Linked DNA regions of Mus musculus: region 1 is linked to region 2. Evidence: chromatin contacts called from public HiChIP or PLAC-seq data. All regions are on one chromosome and are shown on one strand. The core of a region is the stretch at or near the end of the contact, and the rest is flanking DNA. Distances in the headings are between cores, read along the strand shown. Region 1 has its middle 18 kb from the start of 9130015A21Rik. Region 2 has its middle 15 kb from the start of Mir680-3.

What was found. HiChIP or PLAC-seq counts read pairs in DNA pulled down with a chosen protein or histone mark.
Region 1: an HNF4G HiChIP or PLAC-seq map of pancreatic cancer cells shows a contact between it and region 2. The contact joins two enhancer-like sites. A contact is called at or near these places in 1 of 484 Hi-C or Micro-C datasets (ventricular fibroblasts) and 1 of 115 datasets of contacts at active chromatin or transcription factors (pancreatic cancer cells).

The regions. Positions count from the first base shown.
Region 1 is chr12:35,711,195-35,715,746 of GRCm38.p6, reverse strand. No RefSeq gene overlaps it. Among named protein-coding and RNA genes, the nearest start is that of 9130015A21Rik, 18 kb to the right of the region's middle. Within about 2 kb of position 2,771, at least 79 of the 459 cell types and tissues checked have an H3K27ac peak or open chromatin away from gene starts, as enhancers often do. A contact at or near this core is called in pancreatic cancer cells, where this site is marked.
Region 2 is chr12:35,207,422-35,212,243 of GRCm38.p6, reverse strand. No RefSeq gene overlaps it. Among named protein-coding and RNA genes, the nearest start is that of Mir680-3, 15 kb to the right of the region's middle. Within about 2 kb of position 2,558, at least 47 of the 459 cell types and tissues checked have an H3K27ac peak or open chromatin away from gene starts, as enhancers often do. A contact at or near this core is called in pancreatic cancer cells, where this site is marked.

The DNA.
Region 1 (4,552 bases), core at 1,522-4,021, 500 kb before region 2:
GCACCCCCATAAGAAATCCAGCATGGGGACTATCTTAGTTAGGGTTTTACTGCTATGAACAGACACTATGACCAAGGCAACTCTTATAAAGGACAACATTTAATTGGGGCTGGCTTACAGGTTCAGAGGCTCAGTCCATTATCATCAAAGTGGGAGGCAAGGCAGCATCTTGGTAGACATGGGGCTGGAGGAGCTGAGAGTTCTACATCTTGTTCCAATGGCAAACCGGAGAAGAATGGCTTCTAGCCAGCTAGCACAAGGGTCTTAAAGCTCATACCCACACTGACACACTTGCTCCAACAAAACTGCACATACTTCAAGAAGGCAATACCTCCCAGTAATGCTGTTTTCTGGGTGCAGCATATTCACACCACTGTAGGGACTAGTATTTATTAATAATCAACTTCATGCGAGTCTTCTTTTGGCCAAAATGTTAGCCATGTCATCTTACAGATAATGTAAAATATCGTGATGAGTTAAATATGTAACAGCCTGTCATTAAAACTTCCATACTGTTTATCTTATTTGGCTTTGCTTGAGGACTCTTTTGTATTATTGGATCTTTGATTATTATTTTTATAATAATAATGATCCACCATGTAATCCTTTAAAGAAAAGGAATGTGATTTATTACAGGAAGAAAAATGAGTCCATATATCACCCTTCAATTTTTGTGTCTTTATGTATGTGTGTTTCTTTTTGTTTGTTTTCATTTAATTATTTTATTAACATAAAGTTCTGTGGATAGGTAAGGAGGATATGGGAGGAATTAAGGAAAGAGAAAACATGATAAAAATATATGGGATAAAGTAATTTTTCTCAGAAAATCACCTCTATACAGAGACCTGCTGACTAATATCATTTGGTGACACTCTGGCTTGTCTGTCTCTGTTAGCTCTAAGCAACCTAGAATTCTCTGCAAGGCTATAAAGATTTAACATTCCTGCTAGCTACACAAACTTGCACATAGTTCATATTTAAATGAATGCCAGTCACAAGCCAAGCAATGCAGGTTTGAATAAGATATTTGTACCAATTTCTCCCCTCTGTTGAAGTTTATACTTTTCATCCATTTACATCCTGTTAGAAGATAAAGCCTATTCAGTCATTTTCTATACAAAGTGCTGTCCTGAATATGAGTGGCTCAGAGTTTTGTGCTGAGCTGTGAGGTCATCATCATGTCACAGCCAAGCCCTTGCACTGCTGGCTGGGATTTGAAAATAGTGTGCAGAACTTATCCTTGTGTTACTTCATCCCCCATGTGATCCTTTAAAGAAAAGGAATATGATTTATTACAGGAAGAAAGATAAGTCTACATATCACCCTTATTCCTGTGATATTTCTCAGCTACCTGCTGTGTGTGTGGGTGTGTGTGTGGGGGGGGTGTGTGTGTGTGTGTGGGTGTGTGTGTGTGTGTGTGTGTGTGTATATACACCTTTATACGTAGCAATGTGTCTTTTAATAGGTCCTTTGTAGAACTCTGGCAAGTTGGAATTAGATGATCAATCATAAGGCCCTGGGTTTGAGCTAAGACTGATATATTCTTATGTGTTCAATAAGTTAAATGTAAAGCCAAGAGCTCCAAGATTTCTTTGGAGGTGGGAAATGTGTCAACAGGTTTTAGAGTATTTTTTGACATAACAGTCTGAAGCTCACTGAAAAAGACTAGAGGTTTATATCCTGGCACTTTAATACGTACATGAGCAAGTACAATGGAGATGGATGACTTGATGTTTTTGTTATTAAAACATCTACTGTCTCAGTATTTAATTATGGGGATGGAATGTGAGGCTCACGCTCAAATCACACAGGGCCTGTTTGGTTGGTAAGATGAGAACTAGAAAATCTATTCAGTAAGCCTCAAAAGAGTTCTTCATAAATGTAGTATGGAATGATCAAAGTACTGAGAGCAACTAATTCCATATTCAAAAATATAACTGTTCTAAAATTAGGGAGTTGTTTCCCCAAGTAATTGTCTTCCCAAGTTTAGCTTCAGGGAGAGGTGGAATAGAATGTCAAATGCAGAACTCCAAGTCTCTATACATGTGTAGCAAGTTTGTCTTACATCTTCCCAGATGCTGGTCTATTTTCACACCAGCAGCTCCTCATACTTCTCATGACCAACATTTGGCTGGCTCAACATAGGGAGAGAAGAAGATAAAGCAGGACACTGAAGCTAAGGAAAATAGGTTACCTTTGGTGTGTTTTAGTAAAAGCAGCACAGGACGCTTCCCAGAGTTCTCTTCTCAAGTCATAGTGCATTGAAGACTTTCAAGAGTCATTGGCTTGGGATTAAGTACCCAGGGTTTGCATGTAAAACATCACAGGAGGAAAACAACATGACTCATGTCATGTAGAGCTTCATGGGAGAAAGTTAAGAGCAACACAGAGAGAATATGTTGAGGCCACTTTTGATTTCACAGTAGGATAATCACACTGAGCCTGAGCTACCCAATGCATTATGTACAATTGTGCACTGAAAACTGTTAGAATGACTTCCAGGTCACCAAGAGTGTCATCAGGACATGTATCACACTCTAGTAGCACTTAACTTAACTCTGCCACTTAAAATATTGTTAGGGGAAAGGAAAATATTGAACGGTGTCTATAAAAGACAAATCATTCTGATACAGTTATCTACTCACAAGATCTGTGGAAAATGAGGCACTCCAGAGACCTATTTGTTGCATCCTGATGCAGGGCTATAGGAGTGACACTACACTCCCAGCAGCCTGGACAGAGGCAGCACAGAGGCGTGCTGGCATGCACACAAGCGTTCAAGAATCTAGTTAAGATCTGTACCTGGTACAAGATGGGGCAGGTTATATTCACTGTGAAAGCATGTGATAATGGGTCATGGAAAATACAGTGTGGGTTACGAGAAGCCAGGGGAAGTTTCTTGATTTCCATTGAGAGTAGTTTCTAAACACTTGTCCTGTGTACACCCACACAGGTCCCACAGTCTCTAAAGGGATCATTTAGGTCAAGCAAAGGGAAACAGCATGCTTCTGCACTTAATCATTCCTTACAAATATTTGCTTTGTACTTACGTGTCCCAGGTACTGTTCCTGTGTCCTGCAGATCCAGGACTGAGAAGACGTTCCCACGTAGAGAATCGTGATTAAGTGCTTACACTTTCAGTGCAAAGCAGTTACTCTTTTGAGCATTCTTGTACTTAAACCATTTAACTTCCATGAAAATAACTTTAAGAGGTACCATAACCCCCCTTTTATAGGCAAGAAAACAGGCCCTAGAATAACTTGCTAGAGCAGAGGGAAGACCAAAAAGGGGTTCCTTAATTGGCTTGCCATCCTGACTTTGGATACCGGGAATAGAAAGGTGTATTTGAAAGGTGTTGAGGCATGGGACCCAGAGGCTGGAAAGCTATCAATCTCCTGATAATGCCAGAGGTGTTTTGCTTGGTGGCACTTACTTACAGGTTATCTAACTTCATCCTGTAACATGTTACAGATAAGTAAAACAGTGCAGTCTCATAACTAGGTAAGTGGGAGGAGCAGGGATGGTTGAACTCAAGGGACTCATACTACACTGTCACAGAAGAAGAAAACAAAACCAGAAAGAAACAGTTGGAAATTATTTTTCAAATCTGCCTCTAAGAGTCTTGGAGACATGCCTGTGCGTCAATTTTAAAAGTTAATATTGCACTTATATATCATGGCAGGCCTGTGTCAGGCTCAGAGACTCAGTGAGGAGAGGAAGTATTTCTACTGTTTTAAAAAACCCTCATGGTATGTTGAGCATGTGTTTCAGAGAAGTTTTTCACATCCCTTTTTATGTTTGAGAAAAGGAAAAAGGGCCCATGTGGCAACATCATTTGAATTTCACATCCTATTTCACAGAAGTTTTTAGTTCTCAAGAGTAAAAAAATGACTTTCTTGAGTAAACGTAAATTGACTGGTCATATGACATAGGCAAGTGCTTTTGTGTTTTCTATGCATCACCGGCACACAGACACAGGTGTCATCACGCAATGGCAATGATCAACGTGGTCTTCCCACTTTCAGTCACATAAGATCCGGTATCTTTCAGTTCCTGCTGACTACTCTGGAATCCCTACTCCCCAGAATGCCCACAGCATGCTAATATGTCAACTTCCTACCCAGAACCTGCTGGGTCCCTTGATGTCCACAGGAGTCATTCAACTTTCGCAACAACAGGAGGAGTGAAGTCTTCATGTACTAACATTGCCCGTGTGAAACACAAGTTTGAGGACCATCAGAAAAGCAGTGCTCCACTTTCTGTCGTGATACTTTGCACACATGTTCCAGATGATGGAACCTAGCAGACAACTTCCAGGGAGAGATGGCAGCTTCTCTCATCCCTCCAGGAGCCATGGAGTGATGGCTACTTCAGCTTTCCAAGCTGCTTTCTATTTCAAAGAGAACACTGTGGACGTCCCAGTACCTTTGCCAGCACGCTTCCAGCGGGTCTGTCCGGATGTGTCCCTAAACGTGTAATGCATCCTCAGACTCAAGCTGGGAGACAATAGAATTCAACTAGGAATCACAACGTGGCTGATTGCATTGACTTT
Region 2 (4,822 bases), core at 1,309-3,808:
TAATCAGCTTCCAAATGCTGACACCATTGCATACACTAGCAAGATTATGCTGAAAGGACCCTGATATAGCTGTCTCTTGTCAGAGTATGCCTGGGCCTAGCAAACATAGAAGTGGATGCTCACAGTCGGCTATTGGATGGATCACATGGCCCCCAATGAAGGAGCTAGAGAAAGTACCAAAGAAGCTAAAGGGATCTGCAACCCTATAGGTGGAACAACATTATGAACTAACCAGTACCCCGGAGCTCTTGACTCTAGCTGCATATGCATCAAAAGATGGCCTAGTCGGCCATCACTGGAAAGAGAGGCCCATTGGACACGCAAACTTTATATGCCCCAGTACAGGGGAACGCCAGGGCCATAAAAGGGGAGTGGGTGGGTAGGGGAGAGGGGGTGGGTGGCTATGGGGGACTTTTGGTATAGCATTGCAAATGTAAATGAGCGAAATACCTAATAAAAAATGGAAAAAAAAAAAACAAAAAATAAACTGTGACTAAAAAAAAAAAAAAAAAAAAAAAGTTAACCATACTGCCAATTTCATTAAATGTAAATCTTGAAGCTCTCCAATGAACAGAATAGAGAAGAGACGTTTGTCTCAGTGACAGAGCCTTAGCATGTGCAAGACCCAGTAGGTAGAGGCATGGCTGCAAGTCAACTTTCAACTATATAGTACCAAGAAATTCATCAAAAAAAAAAAAATGATACCAACCAGTCACAATGGTACATACACACAATACCAGCACTCAGAGGCTAAGCCAGAAGAATGATGAGTTCAAGGTAGGCAATGTAGGCTATATAATAATAACATGTCACAAGAAAATAAAAAATAAAAAACACCATAAGAAAAGTAGATTTTCAGCTTATTGACGGATAATAAAATGAGCAACCCTAATCTAAATATAACAGTCCATAAAAAGTTTGCACCAGTTCAAAGATTGTTGTATGCTTGTGTAGCCATCTTTCCAAGAAACAAAAACTGTTATGGACTAAGAACTTAAGAATTAAATCTAGAGTCCTGTAGAAATGGCTCAGTGATTGCGATAACTCAGAGAACCCAGGTTCAAATCCCAGCACCCCACATGGCAGATCACAACTGTCTGTAACTCTAATGTCCTCTTCTGGCCTCCATGAGACCAGTTGCATGAGATACATAAATATACATGCTGGCAATATACTCATATACATAAAATGAATAAATTTTCCTGTTTAAATGAATTAAAAAGAGCATGATGACATAGATTAATAAACTAAACACATGTACATTGTTTCCTTATTGAATGCATTAAACAAAATAAAAGCTCATAAACTCACTTGAGACTATGATAAGCAAAATGGATGTGTGCCAAAATACCATATCTTTTTCATTATGGAAATATAAAATGGTTCCTTGGCATACTTTGTCTTTTTTTATTAGATATTTTCTTTATTTACATTTCAAATGTTATCTCCTTTCCTAGTTTCCCCTCGAAAACACCCTATTCCCTCCCACCTCTCCCTGCTCACCAACCCACCCACTCCTGCTTCCTGGCCCTGGCATTCCCCTATCCTGGGGCATAGAACCTTCATAGGACCAAGGGCCTCTCCTCCCATTGATGACCAACTAGGCCATCCTCTGCTACATATGCAGCTAGAGCCTTGGCATAATTTAGACTTAACAGAACTCTACTGTTAAGCAACAGTTCTGTTTCCCTGCTAAGCATTATGGGTTTCCGTCATACACATACTGTGATGCTGCAACAATTCCTTCCCAACAGAAGCAGGCCTGTGCTTGTCAGTGCCCACAAACAAAGGACTCTTTTATTCTGCTCACTTCCTTCTTAGAGGAAAGGCCTTCACTCAACTGTGACAAGCAACCCCATCCCCAAAGCAGTTTTGAGTCTAAGTGGTGGTAGTATGTGTTATTAGTGGTAGTAGACAAAGTAGAGAACCAGGCTGTGAGGGCAACAGTGGCCTGCAATGCTCAGCTTTCCTAACTGAAGATTTTTGGGGGAGGGAGAATTGGGTTTTGGGTTTGGGGTTTTGGAAATTTTTGTTGTTGTTGTTGTGTTTGTTTGTTTGTTTGTTTTTCAAGACATGTTTTTTCTTTGTCTACTTAGCTGTCCTGGAACTCACTCTGTAGACCAGGCTGACCTTAAACTCACAGAGATCCACCTTCCAGAGAGCAAGGATTTAAAGCCTGTGCCACCACTACCTGGTTACCCTTTCCCTTTTATCCAGATATGCATTCTTATACACACACACACACACACACATATCGCAACACCAACACACAATCACATTCACACAAAGGAGTGGGAGATGAGAGTTATTTTCAAAAACTGACATAAGAAGAACAAGGGAACTACGTGTTTCATAGTCAACTTCTAAAAGTGATTCCATGATTCCTAGTGTTTTCTATGCCCAGAGACAATAATTGAACACACACACACACACACACACACACACACACACACACACACACACCTTGGAGCACATTGACAGAGAGGAAAAGAGAAGCCTTTGACTGGCCTCCTAGCTTATGCAAACATTAGTGAATCCAGCATGAGTCAATGAAGTCCACATTGTTCTCTGTCAAACCACTTGTGGGGGCCTATGATGAGATCCAGGGAGCTGGTGAGTGTACCAGAACAGCCTCTGAAGAACCTCTGACTCAGCTGCACATCAAAGAGGCTGGTTATGTGGGTGCATGGGCAGACCCCCCCAAAGGCATCTGGGTGGTCAGCTCTGTGGCATGTAGAGCAGGCTTTCCCCAGCACTACAGCCATGGCTGAGGGTAGGGTGAAGAGAAGATGAAGGGATAGAAGGAATGGGGCAGCTTCATTGCTGTCTAGGATGAATGTTCACCCTTAAAAAGATGTTTGGTAAGAGCCTAATAGCAATCTAATACTGCCTGGGCAGATACCATGGATATATGCTGAAACCACAGCCTGGGTTGAATCATAATGCTCCCACCTCCTGAGGATGTAACTTTCAGGAAACCTGCTTAATTTGTACTAAGTTTCAGTTTTCTCATTTGTAAGATGTTGATATAAATATTATGCATCTCCAAGAACTGCTACATCAGGGCATATGAACACCAAGCGCTCTTGAACATTACCAGGCACAGGGTGCACACTCAGGCCGTGTTGCTGCTCAAATGTGCTCCATGTGCTGCGAGAAGGAAACACTGAGTGCCTGTTCTTATGAGGTGTGTACTTTACTGGAGATGACAACAGTCAATAAATAATCAGGGAAATAGGATAACGAGCAATGTGGAGAAAAGCAAAAGATTAGGAGTGATGAAATGACTTGATCCTCCCACTGAGAACAGGACAGATGAGATGAGTAGAAGGCAAGCACTCGGCATTCTCTGTCGCATCAAATCCCTAGCCTCAAAAATGAGCAGGCAAACCCCCTCCTCTTTATCATGAAGGATAAAAACTATCTGGAGAGATGCCCCTGCTAAGTTCTGGCACTTAGACTTGCGATGTTGTTCCTTTTCCCTCCGAGACTGCTGTTTAGCATCTTCTAAGGATAAATGTTTTGTATCCCAAAGTCCTTGTTCTTTTTAACTATAATAATGATAAAAACTCTAGGACCCACCCCAAGCAGCCACATACTCTTAGTAGAAGCAGCAAGCGTACTGTATTACCTTTGTAAGAGACAGCATTCTTAAGCTGAAGAGGAAAAGCAACTGCAAGATGGTACAGAGCACAACTCAGTTTTCATGTCTATATAGACCCTAAAGAACACCTTCAAGTGGCTGCTGTGTTTGGGCTGTTTTGTAGCCACACGTGGAATTGCTACCTATCCACATCAAATGTGACCCATGACATTTCCCTTGAATTAAGCAATGCTGACTGGGTGAGCTTGTGACATTTAAGTATGCAAGGAGTCAAGGAAAAGAAACCCTTCCTGGGTCCACATGGAGGAAGTGACGCAGGCCGTTCCTATGTTTCGCTTTATCTTCACTGAAGAGGAGTAAGAAGAGGGTGAAGAGAAGGAAGAGGAGGACATGGGGGCTGGGGGGCAAGAGAATCATATAATGATGTGCAATATTATCTTCACCCACACATTATCTTCCTTCTTGCAAGAACAGTGAATGATATGCTCAACACCCACTAAAAGCTGGAAACCCCAAAGTTCTCTCAGTGTCTGTGGAAAGGACCAAAAGGATCGTTCCCAGATTTCTGTGAAAGATAGTGAAGTAATTGCCAGTCACAGGTAAATCACAGGCATAGTTTCTTTAAGATCAAGTCAGTTACCTCTGAATACCTCTAGCTAAACAGCAAGGTCAAGGAGATTCTCAAGGAATGTGTGCCGGGAATAGACGGAAATGCTCCAAAGCAGCATTGTAATGTCTTCACTGTAATTATGTGTCCAAATGGCAGAGGGGAGAGGCAGTAAGTGCCCAGCTGTGAGGCTCGCTTGCTAGTGTTCCACTTAATGGAAATAGTTTCATGTCCTTGGTATTCAGATGGAGTTATGCTGTTCAAGGAAAATAATGAGAAGTTGCCAAAATTCTTGAGCAAATGCATTTCTTATGAAAATACTTAAGCTTTGGGACCTCTCCTGAATGGTCATCAGATACTTCAAGCTGCAAGTCATGGCTCTTGAGAAAAGCATGGTCCACTGAATATAGTAACCCACTCCTACACAGCTATCAACACTGTTAACATACTCTGCAATCGTGTGCATGTGCACAGACACACCAACACCTATGCACACACAATTTCTTTTACCAAGGGTCAACTTCAGCAAAGTGATGATTAAAACTCAGGAGCTGGCGTGTGCAGTCCCAAAAGAGCTTGGCTCACACAGGGATTACATCTCCACTAGGCAC